Regions from separate parts of the Zea mays genome. Here region 2 is linked to region 1. The links are chromatin contacts, called in public Hi-C maps. All regions are on one chromosome and are shown on one strand. The core of a region is the stretch at or near the end of the contact, and the rest is flanking DNA. Distances in the headings are between cores, read along the strand shown.

Region 1 (6,813 bases), core at 148-2,647:
CAATTTTATTCACGTGCCAAATTTTAGTCATTGTTATATTTCTAGCAAAACTGTAAGAACAATTACAATTTCAAGGGAATAATCATGACAAGAGCAAAGTTATCATTCAAATTTCGAAGAATATAATATCAGCTAGTTTTAAGTTGCTATTAAAGAATGACAAATGCAAGTTGTAGGAACAAATAAAATGTGTTACAAGGAAATCATCCTCCAAATGTCACATTTCTGTTAATTCCCGGAAATACTAAATCTATTAGAACTTCAAAGGAAAAGACATTTTCAAGAGCAAATTCTGCGAAGTATATAAACAAAACTAACCTCTGTACCATTTAAAATCTCCTAGTTTTATATAATAATATAATGTTGTAGTGGCATTATGTTGATGCTATTCGAACTTGAATGAGAGCAAACAGAACCAATGTTACCACACTGAGAACCCCCATTTATATACTATCAATAACAGCATCAGCATGCATACGAGCTCAAATTATTGGGCTTTTGAAATACAAACCCAATTTGCAAATAATTTTATACCCAAAAAACAGTGAAAGGTTAAAAAATAAAAGATGTACCAGACTGGTGCATTTGGGCAACACATTCAGAATTACGCCAGCAACCTAGAATTGAAATTTACAGGCATTCACCTCGGACCAATCTGTTTGCCATTCTTGCCCACTTCTCCATCTCTGGCCCAGGTTCCATCACCGTCGCTCCAACATTGGGCCACCAGTCTGGCAACTTAGCTTGTGAGTACCCCCTCCAGACCTCCTTTGCTGGCTCTGCGACACGACTGGTCCGAGCTGCCTCCTTAGGCGGCGACGACACAGCAACCACCACCTCCTTCCCTCCCAAGCTGCGGTCCCTCCTTCGCACAACCGCCCTGCCGCCTTCACCCCACAATCCCCTCCTCAAACCCCGCCGCTGCCACGCCCGTAAGACCATCCCCAGCAGCAATCGCGCCGCGATGGCGCAGGCGAGCAAGAAGAGGAGTGCTCCGGTGAGGTAGCGCAGCGACGAGCGGCGGAAGGTTAGGACGACGCGGTCTCCGCTGACCTCGCGCACCGCCGAGCGTAGGTCGCGGTAGGCGGCGTCGGCCTCGGTGCCGAGGCGGTGGATCTTTAGCTCCACGAGGCGGCGCAGGCGCCAGAGCTCCGCTTCGAGTGCGCCGAATCCATCGTCGGGGTGGGCGACCTGGTCGACCTTGCCTCGGGAGCGATCGGGACTAGGTTTTACACCGCGAAAACGGCGTGCAAAAGCTATCGTCGTGGTGGAGGCAGGTCGGTGGCCACGAGGGATATGGGAGTTGAGGAAGGATGGGGGAGATGGCGAGAAGGTGACGGTGGCGGTGGCTGCGGCCATCGACAGTCTTACGGCGACGGCGGAGGCGACGGAAAGAGCAGGGAAATTTGTTTTTTTTTCGCTTGTGGTTGCTTTTAGCAAAGGGAACGTATTATGTGCTCATGGAGCTCTTGTGCTCATATGAGCACTTTAAATCTGGTGCCTTCATTTCTCATCCAGGGGTGAGGGCAGCAGTGGCACACAGAAGAGACACGGCGCAGGTGGTCAAGGGTGACACACAGAAGAAACTAGAAAATGTAAATATTAAACTCTATAAATAACATTTGTAGTCATTGGCCGCACTTAGAACATCACTCACAGACTTTATTTTTGACTCGACTCTTTATTTGTCTCTGTGTAAATATTAAACTCTATAAATAACATCTAATAGCAGCTCCAACAGACTAGCTAAACAGCCCGTGCTCTATAAAAAAAAGAAAAACTCCGTGCAAAAAGCTTCCAACAGTCTCTTCATCAACTTCGCCATCGCATCTGGCTCGCCATCGTCTCCCCGTCGCTGGTCATTTTTGGCTAGCTCTTAGGATTCGCCATCTCCCAGCCGACGCGCTCTCCTGCCCTCCTGCTTCCTCCCGCACTCTCTCGCTTTGGTTCCCATGGCTCCCCGGGCAAGTTTGTCGTCTCGCAGTGATGAGTGAGCTCTCCCCTGACGAACCCACCTTTCCATTACCGTTGCTTCTTGCTTGTTTCGTCCCTATAGCTTCACCATAGTGACATCACATTCCAGTTGAACTGGTTCAAAAATGGGATTGTCAATGATACTAGGGAATATGAATCCGATGTTTGAACTGTTCAGTTGGCCCAGCTCCCATTTAGTTTAATCCAACTGTGACAGATGTGTTGTTATGGCTTCTTGAACACAGATTGTCTAGTTTGTTGAAGTGGAATGAAAACATAATCCACATTCTTTTCTAGTTTGTTGAAGTGGACTGAACAACTTTGTGTCTGTATTATGTGCTTGAAATTGGCACCAAATGTTGTGTCTGGGTGTCAGACCGATTCAGAACGGTCATGCGCCATGTCCGTCGGCTACAGCAGATGAAAATTCATGCGCAAAAAAAAGAACCGTATGAGTTGGCTAGTTGAGAGTTTTATAAGTCATCATCTATATTTGAAGAGTTTGTTGGATACACTCACATATTATGAACTTATCTATTTTTTACAGCTCTCAATACTTCAAATTTAGCTAGGATTTATACCTAGTCTTTTGGAGTTGCTCTAATTCAAAAACTCTCTAACTCTATAAATAACATCTTATTCCAAAAACTCCCTAACATGCAAGTTAGTTTGGCTAGCGAGAGTTACTAGCCAATTTTAACTAGTGATAGAGTCAATTTAGCCCCTGTTTGATTCAGCTTCTGGGGAGCTTCTGCCCGCCAGAAGCCAGAAGTTGAACCAAACGCAAAACTTCTGGGGGGCTTCTCCCGCAAGCGCTTCGGGCCGACGCGGCTGTCCCTACGGCCGCCAAGAAGCGGCAAACAAGTCGCTTCGCCCCGACACGCGCTGTACCCCCGCACTCCCGCACGCACCGCAAACGCAAACGCTCTCTGCGCTAGGGTTTCGCCGTCGCCATCTCCTGCCGCCAGGATCCCGTACCCGCGCGAGCGAATGACGGAACCATCACCTCCGGCCACCACCGCGGTATGTTCTTCTCCATTCCACGTCCCGATTTGTGCTCCTCCATCCCAACCATCTCTTCTCGTCCACCTTCGTGCCCGATTCGATTCGGCCTTTGTGCTTATAGATTCGTAAGTCCCCCAATCTAAGCCGCGAACAGGCTTGTTTCTAGCCGTCGCAATGTGTTGTTAGGGTTTTGGGGTCTCCCCCCAACTCTCCTCCACCGTCGCTCCCATCTCAGCCGCGAATAGGCTTGTTTCTAGCCGTCGCAATGTGTTGTTAGGGTTTTGGGGTCTCCCCCTAAGATCAGTCGGATTTTGGGATTATTGTCTAGGGTTCATCCACCCTCTGTGTTTAGGGTTTATCCCCCCTCTATTGACTACGAATTATACGATTTGTACTAACGATTAACGTTTGAAATGTGCATTTCAGATCTGGGAGACAAATCCAGTATTCGTCGTCGGTGAAAACATCCACTGCAAGAAAAGTGATGTAAACCTAAACTTGTTGGTTATGGCAATGTTTTGCATATGCAATATTAAGGTGATTAAACTATTTAGGGTTCTAGGGTTATTGTACTGCTTATTAGTATCACGGTTTACGGTTCCTTTGCGAGTTCATCCCATGATGTGTTTGTTACCAGCCGAGCGAATTCATAACTGATTCCTGGTACAATGTACCCATGTCATACTAACTACCTAAATCCACATGAGATGGATTCAGCAAACTCCATAGCCGACAAGGCTATTGGAAGGATGCACAGATGCGGTTTTACCAATTTTTGTTTATGGTTTACTAGGGATACCATTGATCTGTTGTATCCCTATTATTTGTTCAGGGTTTAGTTCATAGTTTGTTTGTCAGTACCTGTATGTTATGGGTTTAGTTCATATTTTCTTTGTTAGTACATGTATGTTAGTAGCTTGAACCCTAGTTTGTCTATGTTAGCACGCAATTCATGTCAATACATGGAAGTTAGTAGATTGTCCCCCTGTCTAGTACACTAACCATCTAAATCCACATCAGATGGATTCAGCATACTCCATAGCCGACAAGGCAATTGGAAGGATGCAAGAGATTGCAGATAAGATATTTTTCGTAGCTCGGGAAACAATCCGTCCTGGACGCGGGTTGACCTCATTTGACGCTACCAAACTTCGTGTAGCATTGAAGGACATTGCTTGCATGATGGAGCAAGACTCTCTGGTGTTGCAAGAGTATTTGAACAAGGTCAACAACGTTAACAACCAGGCCAACAGCAACTATGAACCCTCAGACTTGTCCTCACCACCCCCTGGTGAAGACGACCTTAGTCCAGACTGGGACTTTGCCGAACACTTCGAAAAGTTTTGGGGTCTTGAATATGACTCCGATCAGATGCCTTCGTTTAGTGACAATGAGGTTTAAGTTAGAACATGGTTAACCTGTAGTAAGGTCTTAGGGAAACAGGGATAGGATCAGGCTTTTGCGTAATGCGGTGATGTTATGTGTTCCCTGTCCTTTTGTGTTCATCGGTAGTTGAATTATGGTAGTCTATATGTAATTATAGAAAACCGAATGTTACTACTTATGCTACTACCTAATGTTATTATGGTCCCTTCAGTGTTAATTTTGTTTTCTTCTTAAATCGACTGCACTACGTATTTTCAAAACTGTACACTTGTTTTGCACTAGATGGACAAGTCTGGCAAAGTGATTGCAAAGTGGGATAGTAGAGCAACAAAAATTTACACAGAAATTTGTGTAGAAGAGGTCAATGCACGGAATAGGCCACAACATTTTCTAAATGCAGAAGGGCATGCTAACCTCATAAGGAAGTTTAAGGAACGGACTGGTCGCACTTACACCAGAGATCAAATGAAGAATAGGTGGGACTCCTTAAAGAGAATGTTCACCCAGTGGAAAACACTTAATGAAAGGGCTACAGGTCTTGGTCGAGACCCTCATAGTGGTTCAATCAGTGCACCAGATGAGTGGTGGGCTAAGCAAAATGAAGTAAGTAGACTTAATTTTTTGTTTTCGTAGATTAACAATACTAATGGACATCTGAAAGTAGGAAATAACATGTTACTGCAGGCAATGCCAGGGTGTATTATGTTCAAAACAGCCCCCCTTGAGAATGAGGACGAGCTTAAGGTTATGTTTGGACCCATTGTCTGCGCCAATGAAACAACCCTTGTTCCTGGAGTTGAGGATGCAAATTCTTCATCTGATGACCACGTCCAAGCCAATTTAGGCGGGGGTGAAAACAACACACCTGACCCCTGCTCAAATGCGTAAGGTGCTGCATGATTCACCTAAACCTAAGAAGAAAAAAGATACGAAGGATGAATACATGAAACGCCTAGTGGAGGCTTTTGAGTCGCGTTCCATGAACACTAACAAGTCCATAACCTCATTTGAGACCGACCCAGTTCGTGTAGAGGTTGCTGCTCAGTTGCAACAAGTCATCGAAGATGGTTCAGAGGAAGGCAGCGACTTACATTTATTTGCCACTCATTTGTTGATGGAGAAATGGTATAGAGATGTATTTGCAACCCTGAAGACCAAAGAAGGAAGGAACGCTTGGCTGCGCCGTGCTTTCGAGATGAATGTTAAGTCCAGTTAGATGGTGCTCGTCCGACAACGATGCTGGTGGTCCGAAATATGTTGGTGCTGCTGTTATAGTTTATAACTATCGTCAGTTTGAGTCTTTTTTGTCATGCAGTCGTGTTACAAACTATACCTGTCGTATGCATCTGTTCCGCATCGCACAATTTTCCAATTATTCGAGTTGAACATGTATTTTCAATAATAAGAGTTGTATGTGTGTGAACAATGTCAATCTGTGAACCTTCTTTGAGTTATGATACATGAATATGTGTGTAATATATTGTGCTTATTCAAGAAATGTTGTTATTGTATCCGTGTTTGCAGATGTGTGAACCTGATACACACACATCTGATGATGAGAGGGCTGGAGAATTGATTGTTGCCCTATGTGCTGTAGACATTTGGGGGAGCTCGCCCAGTGGGGTTTCTAGAAGAACAATGGTTGAAACAGGTATCCAATGGGTTGAGCGAACATTGGAGAATACTGACAACTGCTTCGACATGTTTCGCATGCGACGTACTGTTTTTCGACGTTTGCATGATACGTTGGTGGAAAATTATGGTCTGCTTCCAAGCCGAGGTGTCAGTACAACAGAAGCTTTAGGTATTTTCTTGCGGGCATGTGGGGGTCCACACTCATTTAGGCAGATAAGGAATAAGTTTGGTCACTCTTTGGAAACTATTAGTCGCAAGTATAGTGAAGTCCTTAATGCACTATATAAGATGTCTTCTGACGTAATCAAGCCAAAAGACCCAAATTTCATAGAGATTCACCCTTGATTGCGAGAGAGTAGATTTTGGCCCCATTTCAAGGATTGCATAGGAGCAATTGATGGAAGTCACTTTCCCGCATCTGTCCCGGCCACAGAGCAAGCAAAATATATTGGTCGGCACGGTTACGCATCACATAATGTAATGATCGTTTGTGACTTCGATATGAGGTTCACATTTGTTGTTACGGGTTTGCCAGGTTCAGTGCATGACACTAGAGTATTACAAGATACTTTGATAACTTATGCAGACAGGTTCCCGCATCCACCTGAAGGTATATAAGTATGTTGTACTTTTGTATCATACGTTATTAATTTATGTCATATGTATTTAACTTGATATTTTTGTGCAGGTAAATATTATCTTGTGGATTCTAGTTATCCAAATAGAAAGGGGTACCTTGCACCTTATAAGGGTCAGAAGTACCACATTTCAGAATGGCAAAATGTGAGGCAACCTATTGGGAGCAAAGAAGTA
Region 2 (6,823 bases), core at 2,015-4,514, 170 kb after region 1:
GCTTCGGAAGATTACGACTTCATCTTCTTCGGGGGTGGGAGAAGTTTTTTCTCCAGCATCAGCTCTCACAATAGATATATCTTGAAAATATCGGCCCCTCATATTATCAATATGACTCTGCTTAATGGTGGTTTTCCCGAAAACCGCGTGACTTGGCCGCCATGGCCGATCTTCGGACTCTTCCCCACCACTTTCTACATCGTAACTGTCGCTGTCACCAGTATCTTCAGACAAGCCTTCCAGTATCTCCTTGGTAATTTTTTCCGTATTGGTCTCCGCCATCGCTATAAGGAACCCCAGGTTCTTCTCTTCAGAGAGAGACAGCTTCATCTCGGGACCGGCCTTTTTGTCTTCAGACATCTTCGGAAATGCTAAAAATTGTTTTCAATGCCGAAGCTTCAAAACTAAAAGCTCAGTAAATTTTTGCGCGCAAGAGATAAAATTGAGTAAGCAGGGGCAGATGGCAAGTGTGCGTACCAAAATGAGTTTGTGGTATGATCTTATTTATACGCCCAGTGCGTTGAAAGTTGAAAGACCCACTTGTCAGTGAATGTTGCTATTCTAGCAAAGGGAAGGTGTTTTTTCGGACCTTCGGCTTAAGGCCTTCGTCCATATCGCAATCTAAATTTATCATTAATAAATTAATATTGCGAGGGGCTACTGTTGGGGGCCTTCGTCCTCCGAAGGTCCTCAAAAACATGATTTGACAATATCTTCCAAGTGAAATGCATGAACAGATATCTTCGGACCCAGACTATGAACATGAAGTACGATCAGGACGAAGCTTAAGCTAGACGAAGGAGGATTGAGATGAAGGACGGGCTGATCACCAAGCCGTACGAGGGATGGTGCATAGCCGAAGCTGTGCGCAGGGGAGCTTCGGCATAATGGCAGAAAGGGGAACCGACTTAAAGATGAAAAGACTACTTAGGCTTTGACAGATCCTCATAAGTCATTAGCAAATGTAGTGGACATGAATGTAATTTTACATGGGCTGCGTCCCACGTCTATAAATAGATGAACAGTACCCCCGTACTGTTCAGGCGGACTTGGCATTTGCTTTTACGTCACACTTGTATTTTCATCTCCTTCCAAGCCGAAGGTACATTTATAATTCGATATTGTCTCTATTTTTCCATGATGATATAATAAAGTTAAATGGATGATGTTATATGATTATTCATGCTATCTTTTACGTTTCATATGCTTCGTCTTTCATTAATGTATATTGTGACGATGAAGGTTCGTCTTTCATGACCTTCGTCCGAAGATCGTTATTTCCTAAGGGAAATAATGTTTCAAAGGACGAAGGATTTTATTGTTTAACATTCTCTGTGTTGCCTTGTTCTTAACTCATAGCACTTGAGAACAAGTCCCCAACAGGTTGCGGGTTCGAATCCCCTTGTGGGCATTTGTGTTTTTTAAATTTTAGCTAGATGTGGACTGTATGTGGGGATGAGAATGGGAATGAGCTTTGTGTGGAGGGGGGAATGAGAAAGGCAGAACATGGAATAGCGGCAGAACACAGCTACCCTTGTAGTCAGAACACAGAATGACATACTACCCTTGCAGCCTTAATAAGTAGTAGAGATATATGAGAGAGAAGGATATGCACGGAAGTCGAACAAATCAATGAGATAATTCTGCATCAGTTGATACAGATTTATCTATCCTATGGTAACAATCAGATTATAATAATCGTAAAACATTGTATTCTATGTCACTGCACGCCATTGTAGACATGCATCTCTAGGTAACAGTCAGATTATAATAATCCAAACAATGTATAGGGTAGCTAAATTAATCTATACAAATATTTTCTAAAAACGATTATAATAATCCAAACAATGTATAGGGTATAGCTAAATTAATCTATACGAATATTTTCTGAAAACTTTGAATCTAGACCCACCACTGCAGATATGAATCTCTTAAAGCTTAGATCTCCATTCAAAACCTAGCTAGAACACATTACTCAAACAGTCGAATTGCTCACCAGAACGAGCTGCACATTACAAGTTGGCATTGCTTCAGATAGCCACACGGTGACGACACTGGCCAGGTAACACAAGTGCAGGACCACATGTTGTTGCATGATTGATCTTTGCATTATGTGTCTGCATGCAATACATGCATCACAGATGAATGAAGCGGCTAGATGAGGCGTGGACGTCCTGCAAAGTAGATGTACATGTACCACATGCATCATGGGATGAACCGTGCCGCCATTCCGGACAAGATTCGTTGCGCTGCTGTATTCGTGTGAAGGAAACGTGATCATAAGCGGATGGAAGAAAACATCTCCCTGTAGTCCTGTACGCATGTCTTTATTTTCTGTAAATTTAACCAAACTGAAGATAGATTTCATTTTATTTTCAGCAGATAGATACGTACCCTCTCCGTTCTTTTTATTTATCGTGTTTTAGTGCAAAAAAATGAATTAGTGGACGATAAATATTAGTGTATGTTTTTTTAATAAATGAATGGATGTTATAAAAGATCTGTTACAATCGAGAGACATCATGTTTGTCACTCTGTGTCGTTATATATACTCGTAAGACGATGGTAACACCATTCTCTATGGTCGGTGGTTCTCAGTGAGTTAAGCAGTGGCGATGATGGATGTGGACACGATGCCACTAGCATCGTATGTCTCTATTATATTATTGAGTTTGGAACATCATGATAATTAATCTCTCTTCTTCTCTTTTTCTCCATACCACCCGTATTACTATATATGTCACTTTCTTCGTTCTTTTTTATTTGTCGCGATTTAGTGTAAAAATAAGCTAGGCTACGATAAATATTCGAAAATAGAGGTGTTATTAGAGAGGGCTTGTTACACACAATGGTAGTTTTGCGTGTACGAGAACTATGGAACACAGACACACCTTAGTTGAGATTTCTTTTAAAAAATCCAGATAACCACTAAGATTTTCTTTTAAAAAAATGCATGACGATGTATAGTTTTAAACGAAAATAGTAAGAATTAACTAAGACCCATGTAGCGGATACGTGTAATTTGGGTGTGGTTACAGATAAGATCACCGAACGGCCATGGCAAGATAGATCGTCCACACGTGGACATGTAGTCATATAGGTGAGAGGCAAGTGCCTGTTATCAGCAGCTTAGCGACGTACGGAGAGGATAAGGTAGTTGCGCACTTGCGCTGTTAATCCTGCTCCTACGCTAGCTGTCACGGGGGCGAATATTCGAAGCGGACCTAGATGAGCGATGCGGCCATTATCGTCAAAGGCATATAAAAGGCCCTAGCCCTGACCCTGAGGTGAACCAATCTCTCCTCGTTGTCGCCGCATCCCAGTATCCCACGGCCGGCCGGCCACCCACACCCACCTCTCAACTACGCCAAGCCAAGCTTAGCGAAACTCAGGCGATCGGACCACGCCCCACCGAACAAGTGCAGCGCCCGACCCTCCCCACGGAACGAAGCTTCGGCGTTCTCGTCGCCCCGTCGCAAGGTAACAGCAACCAACCAATCCATCCTCTGTCTTCCTGATCAATCTGCTTGCACGCCGGCCGCCACCACGCGTTACCACATCTCTTTACGGATCCCACGCTTTTGTGTAAGGACATCGTACGTCGCCGATCGTACCAACAACCTACCCACCTTGTTCGGCGGCGATCGTATCAACAACCTACCTACTAGCGCCTTCCTGCTGTTAGTTGTGGTTCATAGGTTCAGTCAGGATTAGTAGAAGAAAAAAAGAGGCGACGACGGCGATGTCGGCTTTTCCTTGGTCTGCAATGCACCCTCTGCGGTGCCTTCGATTGCTTCTTCTTGTTGCCAGATAGTGCTTTCAGTCGGAGGGGAGAGCCCGGTATAAACTCCTGCAGCCTCGTGTATGATTCCTGGCGGCGTTAGTCAGGTTTCTAAAATGCGAAGCTTCGCTTCGGTTATGGCTCGTTCTTCTTCGTCTTGGATTTCTAATTTCTTAACATCCTGCCATTGCCATGCTGCGTCTTGGATCCTTATTATGTCAGACGTGTAATTCTGGGGATTCCAAAATAGCCGCTGATGATGGCTTTGCACAGAAAGAAAGTGCATCCATCAGATTCCTCTCGACCTGCTACATCCTGCCTTTTACCTTCTTTCTGCCTTCTGTATATATTCACTGTTGATGTTGTCGTTCTTTGGGCTGTTGATAAATGATGCTGTCGATTCTTATTGCATTACCTGCCACTATGTACCGGATTGTTGTTATACATACCACACAGTCAGCATTTTTAGTTTTCTTTGGTGAAGCCTTTACCTGGCTGGTTTTGTTGGCGTCCTGTCCTTACAGTAGCCAACAGAAAAATTGTTAGCCTTTTCATGTGGTCATGCAGCTGCAGAGTCTAATGTTGTTTCTTTTCCTTTGTGCAGTGCAGATCACAAGTCCATAACAAGAAAGACAACAAAACTATGCTGAAAGATGTGCTTGCATAGAAGATACTTCTGCTGCAACACCACCAAGGGCCTAGTGGCTCTTGCGCAAGATCTGCAGGCCTGCTCGTCTCTTGACTTGAGCGGCGGTCACCTTGTCCGCATCTACTCCACGCCCTTCAGACTCCGACGCCAGCAACCTATAAGGCGCAGTCCACCTGATTGACAACAGAAAGCTAGCCTTGTGCGTGATCACACAGTTTTCATGGATATAAAAGATATGAAGACCAGAGGGAAGACTTTGACGGAGCGGTATGAGCTGGGGAAGCTGCTGGGGAAAGGCGCGTTCGGGAAGGTACACTATGGAAGGGACCTTGAGTCCAACCAGGATGTTGCTATCAAGATCATGGATAAGGACAGGGTGCTCAAGGCCGGGCTCTCAGAGCAGGTAAAATGTGAGATCACGACGATGCGGCTGGTGACACACAAAAACATCGTTCGTCTCCATGAGGTCATGGCGACGCGAAATAAGATCTACATCATCATGGAGTATGCGAAAGGGGGTGAGCTCTTTGAAAAGATTAAGAGGAGCGACAGGCTCACGGAGGCTGACACACACAAATACTTCCAACAGCTCATCGATGCACTAGATCACTGCCATAGCCGAGGCGTGTACCATCGGGACTTGAAGCCTGAGAACCTGCTGCTGGATGAGAATGGGGACCTCAAGGTGTCTGACTTTGGACTGAGCGCGTTTTCAGAGTCGAGGAGGACAGATGGGTTGCTCCATACTGTCTGTGGGACCCCGGTGTATATAGCTCCAGAGGTGATCAAGAAGACAGGCTACGATGGTGCAAAATCAGACATCTGGTCTTGTGGTGTTGTCCTCTTTGTTCTCGCTGCTGGCTACCTCCCTTTCCAGGGCCCAAACTTGATGGAGATTTATCGGAAGATACATGATAGAGATTTTAGGTGCCCCAGTTGGTTTTCACACAAACTCAAGAGGTTGCTATACAAGATCCTGAACCCCAACCCCAGCATGAGACCTTCAATTCAGGAGATAAAAGAGTCTACCTGGTTCCGAAAAGGTCCTAGGGAGATCAGTGCAGTGAACGAGAAAGTTCTTAGCGAGAATGCCACCACCACAAATGCTGCCCCAGTGCTTCCTTCTAGGCGCAAGGAGATTGCTCACGAAGATATGAAGTCCTTGGTTGCCACAAACCTCAATGCCTTTGAAATCATCGCGTTATCAGCAGGATTGGACCTGTCTGGTCTGTTTATCAAGGAGTGCAGGAAGGAGACAAGGTTCACTTCAGATAAGCCTGCATTGTCCATCATCGCAAAGCTTGAAGACGTCGCAAAAGCACTGAATCTCAGGATAAGGAAGAAGGACAACAACACTATCAGCATTCAAGGGAGGAAGGAGGGGGGCAATGGTGTCCTTAAGTTTGACACGCAGATCTTTGAGATCACACCATCCTGCCATCTCGTTCAGATTAAACAAACCAGTGGCAATCTACTTGAGTACGAGAAACTGTTGGAAGAGGGCATCCGACCAGGGTTAAAGGACGTTGTCTCGGCATGGCATGGAGATGATCTGCAACAGAAGCAGAAGTAGCTTCGGATGTCTCCTGTAGATTCTATTCTAGTACATTTCATTCCTTATTTTTTTAGCAGCTACATTCCTTTTTTGTATTGGTGGTGATATGAACCATTAGGTTGTGTTTTGTTCAGCAATAATTGTTAAGGAGCTGAGTTATTGTGTTACAACCTAATGATTGTTACAATTTTATAATGAAAAAATGTTGTCGATCCTTAAAAAGGGTCGAGCTTTCCAGGAGATCCATTAGTAGTTTGATGTGTACCAGATGCAACCACGTTATCCTCTTGCAAACATTATGCAGCCCTGCGTGATGCATACAAATCTTTAGTGCAAAGAGGAGAGGCTGACTGAAACTGAAACCATGGCTGAGTAGGGAGCATCTTACTGCAACAAAAAATTCAGAAGTTAGACCAGATGAAGGGTACATAACCTAGCTTGAGATGCTTTCATGGTATCTCTCTGTTTTTTCACTGCTAATGTCTTTGAATGCAGTGTTTTCTTCTTCTTTCAATTTTCACTCAAACCATTTAGCACCAGGCAGAAATCGAGGGGTTGCTGCAGATTGCACCGCTAATCATCGGCTCTTCCTACCTCCAGTTGGTTGCTTTGCCTCCTCTCCTCCCACTCAGCTGCTGGCTCCTGCTGATCATCACCGGTGCGAGCAGGAGAAGAGAAACAGATGGTACTTCATTCTCTCCAGGTTCTATGTACCTTTGTCAGCTAGCCGGTTCGCTCGAGACTCACACTGTAGTTCTGCTTGCAGCCACAGTGCTGTGTCTGTGGACCAAAGCTTCTCTACCTCATTCTCAACACTCTGATGATCTTGCTGTAATTC

What was found. Hi-C and Micro-C count contacts between places; a contact is called where the count stands out from the background.
Region 2: a contact with region 1 is called in a Hi-C map of endosperm, with 2.1 times the contacts expected there. The contact joins the promoter of LOC103635733 here to the promoter of LOC100274190 in region 1. A contact is called at or near these places in 2 of 25 Hi-C or Micro-C datasets (endosperm and leaf).

The regions. Positions count from the first base shown.
Region 1 is chr8:115,906,584-115,913,396 of Zm-B73-REFERENCE-NAM-5.0, forward strand. LOC100274190 reads right to left here and starts at 1,398. Exons shown (of 7, transcript NM_001357783.1): 1 at 645-1,398. The coding sequence starts at 1,359.
Region 2 is chr8:116,078,074-116,084,896 of Zm-B73-REFERENCE-NAM-5.0, forward strand. LOC103635733 (CBL-interacting protein kinase 14) reads left to right here and starts at 3,265. Exons shown (of 2, transcript XM_008658112.4): 1 at 3,265-3,480; 2 at 4,386-6,225. The coding sequence starts at 4,651. The coding sequence ends at 6,003.